Linked DNA regions of Sus scrofa: region 1 is linked to region 2. The links are chromatin contacts, called in public HiChIP or PLAC-seq maps. All regions are on one chromosome and are shown on one strand. The core of a region is the stretch at or near the end of the contact, and the rest is flanking DNA. Distances in the headings are between cores, read along the strand shown. Region 1 has its middle 27 kb from the start of LAPTM4A. Region 2 overlaps PUM2 (pumilio homolog 2).

Evidence for each region. HiChIP or PLAC-seq counts read pairs in DNA pulled down with a chosen protein or histone mark.
Region 1: an H3K27ac HiChIP or PLAC-seq map of alveolar macrophages shows a contact between it and region 2. The contact joins two enhancer-like sites. A contact is called at or near these places in 1 of 5 promoter capture datasets (liver), 6 of 47 Hi-C or Micro-C datasets (alveolar macrophages, embryonic fibroblasts, heart right ventricle and 2 more) and 1 of 2 datasets of contacts at active chromatin or transcription factors (alveolar macrophages).

What each region holds. Positions count from the first base shown.
Region 1 is chr3:118,121,221-118,128,368 of Sscrofa11.1, reverse strand. No RefSeq gene overlaps it. Among named protein-coding and RNA genes, the nearest start is that of LAPTM4A, 27 kb to the left of the region's middle. Within about 2 kb of position 2,513, at least 12 of the 83 cell types and tissues checked have an H3K27ac peak or open chromatin away from gene starts, as enhancers often do. A contact at or near this core is called in alveolar macrophages, where this site is marked.
Region 2 is chr3:117,875,654-117,882,538 of Sscrofa11.1, reverse strand. All of the region lies in intron 1 of PUM2 (pumilio homolog 2), which reads right to left. Among named protein-coding and RNA genes, the nearest start is that of PUM2, 21 kb to the right of the region's middle. Within about 2 kb of position 3,003, at least 1 of the 83 cell types and tissues checked has an H3K27ac peak or open chromatin away from gene starts, as enhancers often do. A contact at or near this core is called in alveolar macrophages, where this site is marked.

The sequences.
Region 1 (7,148 bases), core at 1,264-3,763, 250 kb before region 2:
GAGAGAGGGTTGGGTGTGGAGGGCTATTTCAGCTGTGGTCAGTGGGACCCCCGCCAGCCCTCCAGCAGTGGGACTCCCTACAGCCTCACATAGCTGCCCTCAGAGCTGTGGCCACCTGAAACCCTGAGCTTAGGTCCTCTGGCCCCTGACATGTGGCCACAATGAGACAGCTTGTTGCTAGAACAACCAAACAGAGAGAACTCATAAGATCTCTGTGACATGGCTCAAGTCCACTTCGCAACAGATGTAAAAGTATGCTGCCATGGACACCAGCCTCAGAAGTGTCCTCAAAACACCCTGGGTTCCCTCGGTGGCCTATATGACTCCGTATTTCTTGAGTTTTTGGAAACACTTTCTCCATTCGCCACAGGGTCCCAAATGAATCCACACCACAACTCAGACTTGCGAAGAAAATAACTCAAAATTATGTATAGGAGTTCCCTTGTGGCTCAGCTTGTTAAGGATCCAGCTTTGGCATTGCTGTAGCTCTGGTTGCAGCTGTGGCTCGGGTTCGATCCCTGGCCCAGGAACTTCTGCATGCCACGAGCATGATCAAAATAAATAAATACATAAAATATTGTACAGGGTAGATCCAATCCTCCCAGTAAGCTACCCTCCACAGAAAAGCAAAATGCCTTTTGTCCATTCCAGAGACCTGATGCTGATGCATTAGTTTATTTTTTAAATTTAATTTTATTTTTAGGCCACGCCCACAGCTTGCAGAAGTTCCTGAGCCAGGGATAGAACCCATGGCACAGCAATGACAATATCAGATCCTTAACCTGCCAGGGAACTCCATCTGGTGCGTTAGTTTAAAGTATTCCTCTAGGAGTTCCCATCGTGGCTCAGCGGTAACGAACCCAACTAGTATCCATGAAGCCTCAGGTTTGATCCCTGGCCTCGCTCAGTGGGTTAAGGATCTGGTGTTGCTGTGAGCTGTGGTGAAGTCCGCAGATTCGGCTCAGATCCCACGTTGCTGTGGCTGTGGTGTAGGCCAGCAGCTACTGCTCCGATTCAACCCCTGGGGTGGGAACCTCCATATGCTTCGGGTGCGGACCTAAAAAGACCACACACACAAAAAAATCATTCCTCTAGATGATGTCACTTGGGCAGCTTATTCTCAGCTTTCCAGCCCCATCTCCTCCCTCTCTGCGGAAGGGCACCTGGGATATGAATGTGGGTGGGTCTCTGGCTTGTGTGCCCCTGGCAGAAGAACAGCCCTTCTGATCTGCAAGTTGGTTCCATCCTCCTTGGACTCCCCTGATTTACCTCTGTCCTGGCCTGACCTGGCTCCATTGCAGTTAGAGAGATGTGGGCCTGGGCAGCCTGGAGGTCTGAGTCGGGAGGGGCCTGGCCTTCGTGTGGCCAGGGCTGCTGACGGTGTTTATTTTGCAAAGCCCAGACGAGGCCTGTGCTGGGTGGCCTGTGATGGAGCCACACCCATCCTGACGTCAAACCAGGAGTCAGCTGGCCCAGCCACGACTCAGGGTCCTCAGAAGCCCCACTGTCTCCTGGGAGCAGGGGTGTCTGCCCTTCACCTCTTCCTCTTTCATAATCCACCTTAGAAGTCCTGGGCTTCTGGCCCAGGACATCCCAGAATGGGTGGGTGGGCAGTGACCCTGGTTCTGCCAGACTGTGGAGGAGCAGTCCTGACTATCCTGAGGGGCAGAAGGTGCCAGAGGGCTGCAGGAGGGCCCGGCAGATATCCAGCAGGGAGATGCCCCAGCCTCAGCTCCCAGTCCTGGATCACGTCATAAATAGATAACGCTTATACTTAATGCATCAGCAAAGCTGGATCACATGCACAAAAAAAGATGGGGGGAGTGGGATTGAGAGCTGGAGAAAAATCACCCAGAGGGTTCTGCTGACTCTGCTGTTCTTCACACTTAGGACTCGGGGCTTCTCGAGGTCTGGATCTGGCCCCTCATCAAGGGCTTGCCCCTCCCAGAAGCTTAACTCAGAGAAAGAGCTCTCTCTTGCTAATTCTGTGACCTTTGTCAGCTGGTGAAGACAGCCTAACTCCTGCTCCTTTGATGCTTCCCAGCCCTGCCCTCTGCCAGGCCCTGGGCTGATGCCGAGATGACAGGCTTCCTGGCCTCAAGGGCCCACAGTCTCACAGAGGAGACAGATATATACAACAAAGGACACTTACAAATAATTTTTTTTTTTTTTGCCGCATGTGGAAGTTCCAGGGCCAGGGATCGAATCCACGCCACCCCTGCTTCCTGTGCCACAGCTGCAGCAAGGCTGGATCCTTAACCCACCACATCACAATGGAACTTTCAGTAATTCCTATTTTTGAAATGCCTTCTAATTGCAAAAATTTGACATACAAATTCTTCCCAACGACCCTGGGGGTGAGTATATCTGCAGGTTACCCATGGGAGCCTGAAGCTCAGGGCAGTGAGGGCCACCCAGCCCGTGAGCACCAGGGCCCAGGCTCTCATCTACCGCTCAGGACTGCCCCCCGCCTCCAGCCAAATGCTTCCTCTGTCGTCATGAAGGGCTCCTCCCAGACATGCAGGCCTCTGCGGAGGCTGAGTCTGTTAGGCTGTTTTTCTCAGGCACCGGCCCAGTAGGCCCAGCCCATGCAGCTAACCAGCTTCTTGACTGACCTGAGGGTCCCTTGGGTCCTGTGTGCCTCATGCACCTGCACGTCGGCTCTGGCCTGGCAAAGCCTTGCCCACAGTGAGGAGCAGGGCCTGTGCTGCCGCCACTCCCAGGACCTCTGCAAGACGGCTTGGGCGTGGGTCAGAAACCGTAGGAAATGAAAGACCTCTTGAAAGTGTTTGATGAAACGTCCGGTGCGGGAGTTCCAGTCATGCCTCAGCAGTAACAAACCCGACTAGTACGCAAGAGGATGGGGGTTTGGTCCCGGCCTTGCTCGGTGGGTGGAGGATCTGGCGTTGCCATGAGCTGGGGTGTAGGTCACAGATGCGGCTTGGATCCTGTGTTGCGGTGGCTGTGGTGCAGGCCAGCAGCTACAGCTCTGATTCAACCCCTAGCCTGGGAACTTCCATATGCCTTGGGTACAGCCCTAAAAAGACAAAAAAAAAAAAAAAAAAGAAAAGAAAAGAAAAAAGCTCCAGCACAGCCTGTGGGCAGGATTAGGGGGATTTCAGTGGGGTTGCCAGATTTAGCACATAAAAACACAGGATGCCCAGTTAAATCTGAATTTCATTTAAACAATGAATAATTTTTTTTTAGGATGAATACTTAAAGTATAATATTAATATAACATTATACTCAAAAAGTGTTTGTTATGTAAGCAGATGGGGTAGGGGGGCCTTGGAGAAAGAGAACTAAGCATCCCCCCCCCACTTTTTTTGGCTGTGCCCATGGTATGCAGAAGTTCCAGGGCCAGAGTCCAAACCCATGCCACAGCAGTGACTGGGGCCCCTGCAGTGACAACGCCAAACCGTCAATGTGCTGCGCCACCAGGGGAACGCCCCAGGCCTCACTTCCTTGATGGAAGAGAAGCCAGGCGGGGCCTGAGCCATTCTGTGATCTAAGCCTGGCCAGGGTGCTGATCCTTGAACAGGCCTCAGTAAGGATCTTAAGAGAATAAAGGGAAAAACATATCAGGCAAGAGAGGTAAGATAGCAAAGATCAAAATCATCAGCCGTAAAGACTCTCCGTTCTATTTCAACGGTAAAGACTCGCCTAAAGCCCAGTCCTGAATTTAAGTCCCTTTTGGATGTTCAACCACCAGATCAACGGGAATCTAAGGGATGATGCTGTTGGCCTTTCCTGGCTTTCAAGCAACCTAAGCTTGAGCTCTGCCTGCCGCCCCGAGCCCCTCATGAATATGCAAGTACCCTTGGCTTAAAATGTATCTAATTTTGCCATTTGGGAATGCCCTGCAAGTAATAATAAATCCTGCCTATGTGACTTGCTGCGAGTAATAGTACATCCTGCCTCTCCTGATCCAAGAAGTGAGGCCCATGATCTGCAGCTTTCAAGGAGCAGTTAGTACCTGAAATGAAAAGCTAAAGGAACATCTTTTTTTTTTTTTTTTTTTTTTTCTTGGTCTTTTTGTCTTTTTGCCTTTTCTAGGGCCGCTCCCTCTGCACGTGGAGGTTCCCAGGCTAGGGGTCGAATCGGAGTCATAGCCCCTGGCCTATGCCAGAGCCACAGCAACGTGGGATCTGAGCTGCGTCTGCAACCTACACCACAGCTCATGGCAATGCCAGATCCTTAACCCACTGAGCAAGGCCAGGGATTGAACTCACAACCTCATGTTTCCTAGTCGGATTCTGCACCATGACGGGAACTCCTTTTTTTTTTTTTTTTTTTTTAAATACAAAGTTAAGGACATCCAAGAAGTAGCTACGTTGGGCAGCTGGGCTGGGAGTGTGATGGGAGGGAAATGCCCCCCAGGAACCTGGTGGAGTGGGAGGTCCCCAGAGGCAGAGCCAGCCCAGCCCCCAGCTCAGCAAGGCCAGAGGGAATGGGCAGAGAGGGTGGAGGGGAGAGAAGTAAATAATCTCATTCCTTCCCCAACCCCTAGTCCTGCTGCACCCCGCTTTAAGGAAGGACTCCCTTGATGCAGCCCTCTGCAGGACTTCAGCACAGAGCAGGGCAGAGAATGGATGGGCAGAGAGACAAACGGAAAATATCCAGCCCAGCTCACATACAGATGTCTCCCCCTCCTCACGGCACCCTTAGGTGGTTCCGATTAAACATAGGACTCGCCCCCTCGTCTAGGACCTACCATGGCTCCCACTGCCTAAAGCACCAAGTTTAATCTCTTTAGCATTTAAGGGGTCTTCCCCCCAAGGAATTCGCGATGTGACTCAGCAGGTTAAGAACCCAACATAGTGTCCGTGAGGATGTGGGTTTGATTCCTGGCCACTCAGGGGGTTAAGGATCCCATGTTGTGTGATCTTCGGTGTAGGTGGCAGACAGTGTAGGTGGCAGACATGGCTTGGTTCAGGGTAGGCCAGGAGCTGTAGCTCCAATTGGACCCCTAGCCCAGGAATTTCCATATGCCATAGATGTGGCACTAAAAATAAAAGATAAAAAAAAAAAAAAGACCCTTTCCCCTTTAATCCCTGAGACCTACCCTTTGCTCCGAACAGTCTCACCCACTTAGGGGCCAGACAGGAAAGTCTTGGCCAGGGGAAAAGACAAACTTAAAGAAGGCATTTCTTTCCTTTTCTTTTTTTTTTTTTTTTTTTTTGCTTTTTAGGGCCAGGTTCCCAGACTAGAAGTCAAATCAGAGATGCAGCTGCCGGCCACAGCCACAGTTATAGCAATGAAAGATCCGAGCCATGTCTGTGACCTACACCACAGCTCACGGCAACGCCGGATCCTTATCCCACTGAGCAGGACCAGGGATCAAACCCGTGTCCTTATGGATACTAGTTGGGTTCTTAACCAGCTGAGCCACAACAGGGACTCCCTCCCTGGTCTTTAAGGTCCAACCGAGACTGAGAGTACTAATGGCCTGAACCTAGCCAGAAACCAGACTGGGACTTGAACCCACTCTAAACCCGGATTGGGACTTGAATCTGTGGTTTTAAATTAGAATTACTCCCCCGGTGTCTGGACTCACTGAGGTTCAGGTTCGTTACGCCTCCGCACAGAAGGAATTCAGCAAGAGACAAGGTGATAGGCAAGAAATAGATTTATTAAGCTAGGACGCTTATGAGAGATGCAAGCAGGCAGACAAGAAGGCTCTGCCCCAGGGATCAGGTGGGCTACAGTTTGATCCTTCAAGAGGAGCAGGGGTGGGAAGACAGCTTCTTCCTTTTTGGGAATCGTAGCTCCTCCTTGGTATCGGTAAGGTATGTGTTCAAATCAGCTGAAGGACAAGCCTTACACTGGTCTCCGTCCCGAACCTGAATGCAGGCCTCACTCCATCCCCCACCCAAAGACCTGAGGTCAATCTCACGCCTCCGCGCGTCTAGCAAGCCTGCCTTGTGCTGATGGCTTTCTTGAGCACTTATGAACTTAGGGTGATCCCCCCAAGTCCCCTAGGTTTCCCTCTCCATCTATGATCCTTTATTGGGACTGCCACAGCCACCTGTGCCTACTCCGTCGCTATCACAACCAGTCTCTGCCAGGAAGCCAGCCATGGCTGTGCGGCCTGCACTTGGACAGGGAGCTACGGCTCCCTCCGTTTCATCACAGGCTCTGTCCTACAGACTTGCTGCCGTCTCTGTGTTCCTTTTCCCCAACCCAGAGTAAAAGTTCCTGTTCTAAGGGTTCCCTGAGAAATTGCTGGGAATATAAACACACCGATTTTCTCTTAAATTGTATCCTTTGATTATAGTTCAACAATGTAATCATAGTTATTAAATAACTAAAGATCTGCCTAATTTGGTACTTGTGGTATAATGGGGAGAAAAAAAACAAAAACACAGACTTTGCAATCAGATAACCTGGGTTTGCTTACATTTTCTTTCACTAAATTGTTGCTGATTTTCCTCTGGTGAAAGAAATTTTTATTGCAGCTGGCAGTCACACAGGATCAGGGATCGGTGTCCTGTCCTGGTAGAATGAGGACTTTTCTGAAGGATGTTTAAACTCTTGCTTTCCTCACCATTTCTGGGATGTGATAGCATTTAAACAAGATGAACTTTGCAACATAAAGTTTAATTTTGTAATGAAAACCAAGATTACCAAACACGGTTTTTATTTATTTATTTATTTTCTTACAAGGACTTGTTGATTTAAACGATTTTTATGGTGCTTTTTCCGAGGGAGAAAGAGTTTTCTCTAGCCTTTGCTTTTCTTACCTACGCTGAAGCTTTTTTTTTGGTTTTGGTTTTGGTTTGGTTTGGTTTTTCTTTTTAGGTCCATACCTGTAGCATATGGAAGGAAGTTCCCCGGGCCAGGGGTCAGATCCAAGCCACATCTATGACCTACACCACAGCTCATGGCAACATCAGATCCTTAACCCACTGAGGAAGGCCGGGGATCAAACCTGAAACCTCGTGGATACTAGTTAGGTTCTTACCCCACTGAGCCACAACAGGAACTCCTAGCTTTTGCCTTTCTTAACATGGGGGTCCCTGGATGAGTTTCAAAGCATCTGCCCATTCATCTTACCCACCCCCAGACCCGTCTCCACTTTGAGTGGCCTGCTGCACCACACACACAGCAGACCACCAGCCTGGGGAGGAGTTAAATGCACAGAGTTT
Region 2 (6,885 bases), core at 1,754-4,253:
TCTTTTTCTTGATAAGTCTGGCTAAGGATTTATCAATTTTGTTGATCTTTCCAAAGAACCAGCTTTTAGTTTCACTGAGCTTTTCTATGGTTTTCTTCATTTCTATTTCATTTATTTCCACTCTGATCTTTATGATTTCTTTCCTTCTGCTAACTTTAGGTCTTGTCTGTTCTTCTTTCTCTAGCTGCTTCAGATGTAAAGCTGGTTTGTTTATTTGAGCTTTTTCTTGTTTCCTGAGGTAGGCTTGTATTGCTATAAAATTCCCTCTTAGGAGTTCCCACCGTGGTGCAGTGGTTAACAAATCTGACTAGGAACCATGAGGTTGCAGGTTCGGTCCCTGGCCTTGCTCAGTGGATTAAGGATCTTGCGTTGCCATGAGCTGTGGTGTAGGTTGCAGATGCAGTTCGGATCCAGTGTTGCTGTGGCTCTGGCGTAGGCGGGCGGCTACAGCTCCAATTTGACCCCTAGCCTGGGAACCTCCATATGCTGCGGGAGCGGCCCTAGAAAAGGCAAAATGACCAAAAAAAAAAAAAAAAAAAAAAGGAAGAAAGAAAGAAAGAAAAAAAATAATAAAATTCCCTCTTAGAATCGCTTTTGCTGCATCCCATAGGTTTTAGAGTGTCATATCTTTGTTGACATTTGCTTCTAGGTATTTTTTAATTTCCTCTTTGATTTCTTCAGTGACCCACTGGTAGTTTAGTAGCATGTTGTTTAGTCTCCATGTGTTTGTGTTTTTTTGCAGTTTTCTTCTTGTGGTTGATTTCCAGTCGTATAGTGCTGTAGTCAGAAAAGATGCATGATATGACTTCAATTTTCTTCAAGTTACTGAATCTTGATTTGTGGCTCAGAATGTGATCAATCCTAGAGAATGTTCTGTGTGCACTTGAGAAGAATGTGTATTCTCCTTTTGGATGAAATGTCCTATAAATATCTATTAGATCCATCTGGTCTAATGCTTCATTTAGAGTCTGTGTTTCCTGGTTGATTTTCTATCTGGAGGCTCCATCCACTGCTGTAAGTGGGGTATTAAAGTCCCCTGTCATTATTGTGTTATTGTCAATTTCTCCTTTTAAGGTTGTTAGCAGTTGCCTTATATATTGAGGTGATCTTATGTTGGGTGCATATATATTTACAATTGCTGTATCTTCTTGGATTGATCCTTTCTTTGATCATTTATGTAATGTCCTTTGTCTTTTATAACATTCTTTCTTTTAAGGTCTATTTTGTCTGATATGAGTATTGCTACTCCAGCTTTCTTTTGATTCCCATTTTTATGGAATATTTTCTTCAATCCTCTCACTTTCAGTTTGGAAGACAACATATATATGGATCTTGTTTTTGTATCCATTCATCCAGTCTATGTCTTTTGGTTGGGACATTTAGTCCATCCACATGTAAGGTAATTATTGATATGTATGTTCTTATTGCCATTTTATTTAGCCAAGACATGGAAACAACCTAAATGTCTATCAACAGAGGAGTGGATAAAGAAGATGTGGTACGTACATAATGGAATACTACTCAGCCATACAAAAGAACGACATAATTCCATTTGCAGCAACATGGATAGAACTAGAGACTCTCATACTAAGTGAAGTAAGTTAGAAAGAGAAAGACAAATACCATATATCACTTATATCTGGAATCTAATATACGACACAAATGAACCTTTCCACTGAAAAGAAAATCATACACTTGGAGCACAGACTTGTGGTTGTCGAGGAGGAAGGCGAGGAAGTGAGATGGACTGGGAACTTGGGGTTAATAGATGCAAACTATTGCCTTTGGAATGGATAAGCAATGAGATCCTGCTGTATAGCACTGGGAACTATATCTAGTCACTTATGATGGAGCATGATAATGTGAGAAAAAAGAATGTATATATATATGTATGTGTGACTGGGTCACCTTGCTGTACAGTAGAAAACTGACAGAACACTGTAAACAAGCTATAATAGAAAAAAATAAAAATAATTAAAATTGAAAAAAGAAATTATCATGCTAAGTGAAATCAGTCAGACAGTTAGATATAAACATCAACTGCTATCATTTACATGCAGAATCAAAAAAAGGATACAGTGAACTTCTTTGCAGAACAGATAATGACTCACAGACTTTGAAAAACTTGTGGTTTCCAAATAAGACAGGTTGAGGGGGCAGGGGATGTGCTGGGGGTTTGGGATAAAAATGCTATAAAATTTGGTTGTGATGATCACTGTACAACTATAAATGTAATAAAATTCATTGAGTAATTTAAAAAAAGAAATACAAACTACCATGTATAAAATAGGTAAGCAACAAGGATACACTGTACTTATAACACAGAGAATTATAGCCATTATTTTGTAATAACTTTCAATGGAGTTAAATCTGTAAAAATAATGAATCACTATGCTGTACACCTGAAATTAATACTGCAAATCAATCATATTCCAATTAAAAAGAAGAATAATCCTTTTCCCTTCTCAAACTAAAGCAGATTTTTCTAAGCATTTCTAACAGTTTAAATTGCTTTTTACCTTTCATATGACAATTAATACCTTCTTGAGTGAGAGGCTCTTTGCCTCCTAGTGTTAAGTACTGCTGGAGAAAACCATTCAAAACTGAAGCCACTAGGAGTTCCCGTCGTGGCGCAGTGGTTAATGAATCTGACTAGGAACCAGGACGTTGTGGGTTCGATCCCTGGCCTTGCTCAGTGGGTTAAGGATCCAGTGTTGCTGTGCACTGCTGTGAAGGTTGCAGATGCAGCTTGGATCCCACGTTGCTGTGGCTCTGGAGTAGGCCGATAGCTACAGCTCGGATTAGACCCCTAGCCTGGGAACCTCCATATGCCGCGGAAGGGGCTCAAGAAAAGGCAAAAAGACAAAACAAAACAAAACAAAAAAAACGAAGCCACTAAATTCACTGCCTTCAAATTCAGGGACCTTACCATATAATCCCATTTATTCTCTTCCCCAGTCAGTTCTCTATCCTTCCCCCCCTCTCTCCTTCTCTCTCCAGTTGCATAATACTTGATACTACAAAGCACTCCTCCCTTCCTGTAATATTGCTCAGTTAGCTAGGCTTTCTCTTACAATTCTTTTTACTCTCCTATGTGTCTAGTTGCTTCTTCACTTACTCCTATCTTCCACTCAAATCTTAAATGCTAGTGTTTCTTAGAATACCATCATTTATCCCAAGAAATCTCATTCATTCCCCAGTGCTTTGAGGACTGCATAATGCTTAGGACCTCACGCCCACATTTGTATTTATAAACCAAATCTCTCTCCTCTTCAAATTTCCGATTATCGCCTTCCTCACATTCCCTGAAGATACCACAGGAAATTTCAACCTTACTCTTTTTTATTGTCCACTTATAACTTAATTCTTCCCTTTCTTATGTCAACCTCCTACCTCTCAAATCTATCCATTTTCCACTTGTTTGGTTGATCAGACCACCATCATCTCTAACCTAAAATACTGCAATCCTCTATCTCCCCATCCTACAATCTAATTTCCAAAATGTAACACATCTCTTTCCTAAACTGTACTCTGGTCATATGATTCCTGTATTTTAATCCTTGACTCAAAGTTCAAACTCCTTAATGTGGCTTCAGGAGGACAGAATTGTATTCAAATTATAATTCTGGTAGCTAGTAGTTCTATAACTCTGGACAACTAACCTACATTATTTTTCCTCTATTTCCTCATGGGAAGATAGCAGTAGCAGCTTCCACATGATATGCCATGAAAACTGAATTATATAACATAAAACACTTAAACAGTGCTGGGTAAATAAACATTAAAAAAATAGCTATTAGAAAAAGCTCTTGGGAGTTCCCTGGTAGCTCATCAGGTTAAAGACACAATGTTGTCACTGCTGTGTTATGGTTTAATCTCTGGCCTGGGAACTTCCACATGCCACAGGTACAGCCAAAAAAGGGGGGAGGGGAGGAAAGGAAAAGAAAGGAAAGAACTCTTCAACTGTTTCATCAAATGGTACCTGAACAATTAGATGTCCATATGCAAAAAAAGAACCTCAATACACACCTTGATATAAAAATTAACTCAAATTCATCATACAGATAAAGGTACTCAACATTATCAACCTAAAAAAAACAGAAAAGTTTTGTGTGACTTTGTGTTTAGTAATGAGGGTCGTTTTTTTTTTGGCCATGCCCTTAGCATGTAAAAGTTCTCAAGTCATGGCAGTGACAAAGCCGAATCCTTACTGCTAGGCTACCAGGGAACTAATTTGGTAATGAGTTTATTTTTTTTATTGTTATTTTTTGCCTTTTTTTAGGGTGGCACCAGCGGCATATGGAGGTTCCTGGGCTAGGGGTTCTAATCAGAGCTACAACTGCTGGCCTACACCACAGCCACAGCAACGTCAGATCCGAGCCACATCTACAACCTACACCACAGCTCATGGCAACACCAGATCCTTAACCCACGGAGTGAGGCCAGGGATCAAACCCGCAACCTCATGGTTCCTAGTCGGATTCGTTTCCACTGAGCCACGATGGGAACTCCAGTAATGAGTTTCTTAATCAACATCAAAAGCAGAGTCCATAAAGAAAAACTGAAGTCTAAAAATTTGACTTTAATAACAAAAACAAGCTCTACAAAAGATACTGATAAGAGAAAGGAAAGGCAAACCACAGGAGAAAAGTATTTGTAAATCACATCAGATACAGGATTTGTACCTAGAATATATCAAAAGCTCTTAAAAACAATAAGAGAATAATCAACCCACTTTAAAAATGGGCCAAAGGTCTAAACAAATACTACATCAAAAAAGATACACAGGAGAACCCATGGGTTCAATCCCCTGCCCAGCACAGTGGGTTAGTAAGTATCCAGCATTGCTGCAACTGCAGCTTAGGTGGCTGGCCACTACAGCTCAGATCTGATCCCTGGGAAGTCCATATGTAGCAGGGTGGCCAAAAAACACCCCCCCAAGATATATGGAAGATATATGGATAGTAAATAAGCTATTCTTTTCTCTTAACTTGCTAGAAAAGCTGGATTCATTAACAATTCTCACAAAGTGAGGGAACATTCATCTTTCCATTAATTCGGTAAGCTTTTACTAAGCAACTTCAATGTGAAAGATTTTGTAGAGAAAAAAATGAATTAAAGTATATAGTTACTGTTCTAGTCAATCTCATACATTTCCTTGTAATTGGAGAAGTAGTTCCTATCAGACCAAACCCTCCTGCAGGTAACCATAAACTTGGGACAAAATATAAAATGAAGGCAATGGAAAACAAACTGTACATAAATTCTATACTAAATTCTGCTCAGATTTTTAAACAATCCATGAACTGTATACATGTGGGGTTGACTCCAAGCGGCCCAATTATGGCTAAAAGGACTAAGTAGAAATGTCTGCAGCTGACCTCCACAAAAGTTACAGGAATTTGGAGTTTGAGTTCCATGAGAACAAAAAACAAACAAAAGAAATAATATTCCCCATAGGAACATAAACAGAATCTATAGAGTATTTTCAATGTATTAATAATAAAGACTGGAACACAATTGAAATTACCAGACATGTGGAAACAGGAAAGTCTGACCTAGATTAAAGGGGGAAAAAAAAATCAATGAATAAAAGACCAATCCCAAGATGACCCAGGTTAGAAGTAGCAAAGATCTTCAAGCAGCTATTATAACTGTGCTCAAAGATGAAAGGAAAAACTTGCTAAAAAGTGAAAAAAATAAAAATTTCAGCAAGGAAAAAAAGCAAAACTATAAATAACAGAGTTCTAAAACTGAAAAATATCTTTAAAAATTCCCACCGGATGCATTTAACAGTAAGTTGGAGGTAAAACAAATCTGAACACAGACCAATACTGATTTCCAATCTGATCTGATCCCTGGGAAGTCCGTATGTCACAGGGTGGCCAACCCCCGCCCCCACGATATATGGATAGCAAATAAGCTATTCTTTTCTCTTAACTTGCTAGAAAAGTTAGTGGAGGGAAGGAAAGAGAAAGAATGAGGTAGAAAAATTATCTGAAGAAACAATGGCCAGAAATTCCCCTTAACTTGATGAAAGCAAGATTTACAGGTTCAAGATGCTCAGTGAACCCCAGGCAAGATAAAAAAGGAAAAACAAAACCAAAACCCCACATATCATAATGAAAGAGCTGAAAACCAAAGAGAAAATCCTGAAAACAGCTCAAGGAAAAACATTACAAAAAGGGGAAGTTCCTGTTGTGGCGCAGTGGTTAAAAAATCCGACTAGGAATCATGGGGTTGCAGGTTCAATCCCTGGCCTTGCTCGGTGGGTTAAGGATCTGGCATTGCCGTGAGCTGCGGTGTGGGTCGAAGACTCAGCTTGGATCCCACATTGCTGTGGCTCTGGCGTAGGTTGGCAGCAGCAGCTCCAATTCAACCCCCAGCCTAGGAACTTACATATGCTATGCATATGGCCCTAAAAAGACCAAAAAAAAAAAAAAAAAAAAAAAAAAGATGCAGCAACATGGATGCAAACTAGAGATTCTCATACTAAGTGAAGTCAGGAAGAGACAAATACCATATGAGACCACTTATCTGTGGAATCTAAAATATCGTAGGGGGTTCCCGTTGTGGCTCAGTGGTTAACGAAATCCCAACTAAGAACAGTGAGGTTGTGGGATCGAATCCCGGCCTTGCTCAGTGGCTTAAGGATCCGCATTGCCGTGAGCTGTGGTGTAGGTCGCTGACGTGGCTCAGATCCCGAGTTGCTATGGCTCTGGTGTAGGCTGGTGGCTACAGCTCCGATTGGACCCCTAGCCTGGGAACCTCCATATGCCGAAGGAAATGCCCTAGAAAAGGCAAAAAAATAAAAAAAAATAATAAAATAATAAAATAAAATATGGTACAAGTAAATCTATTTACAAAACAGAAATAGACTCACAG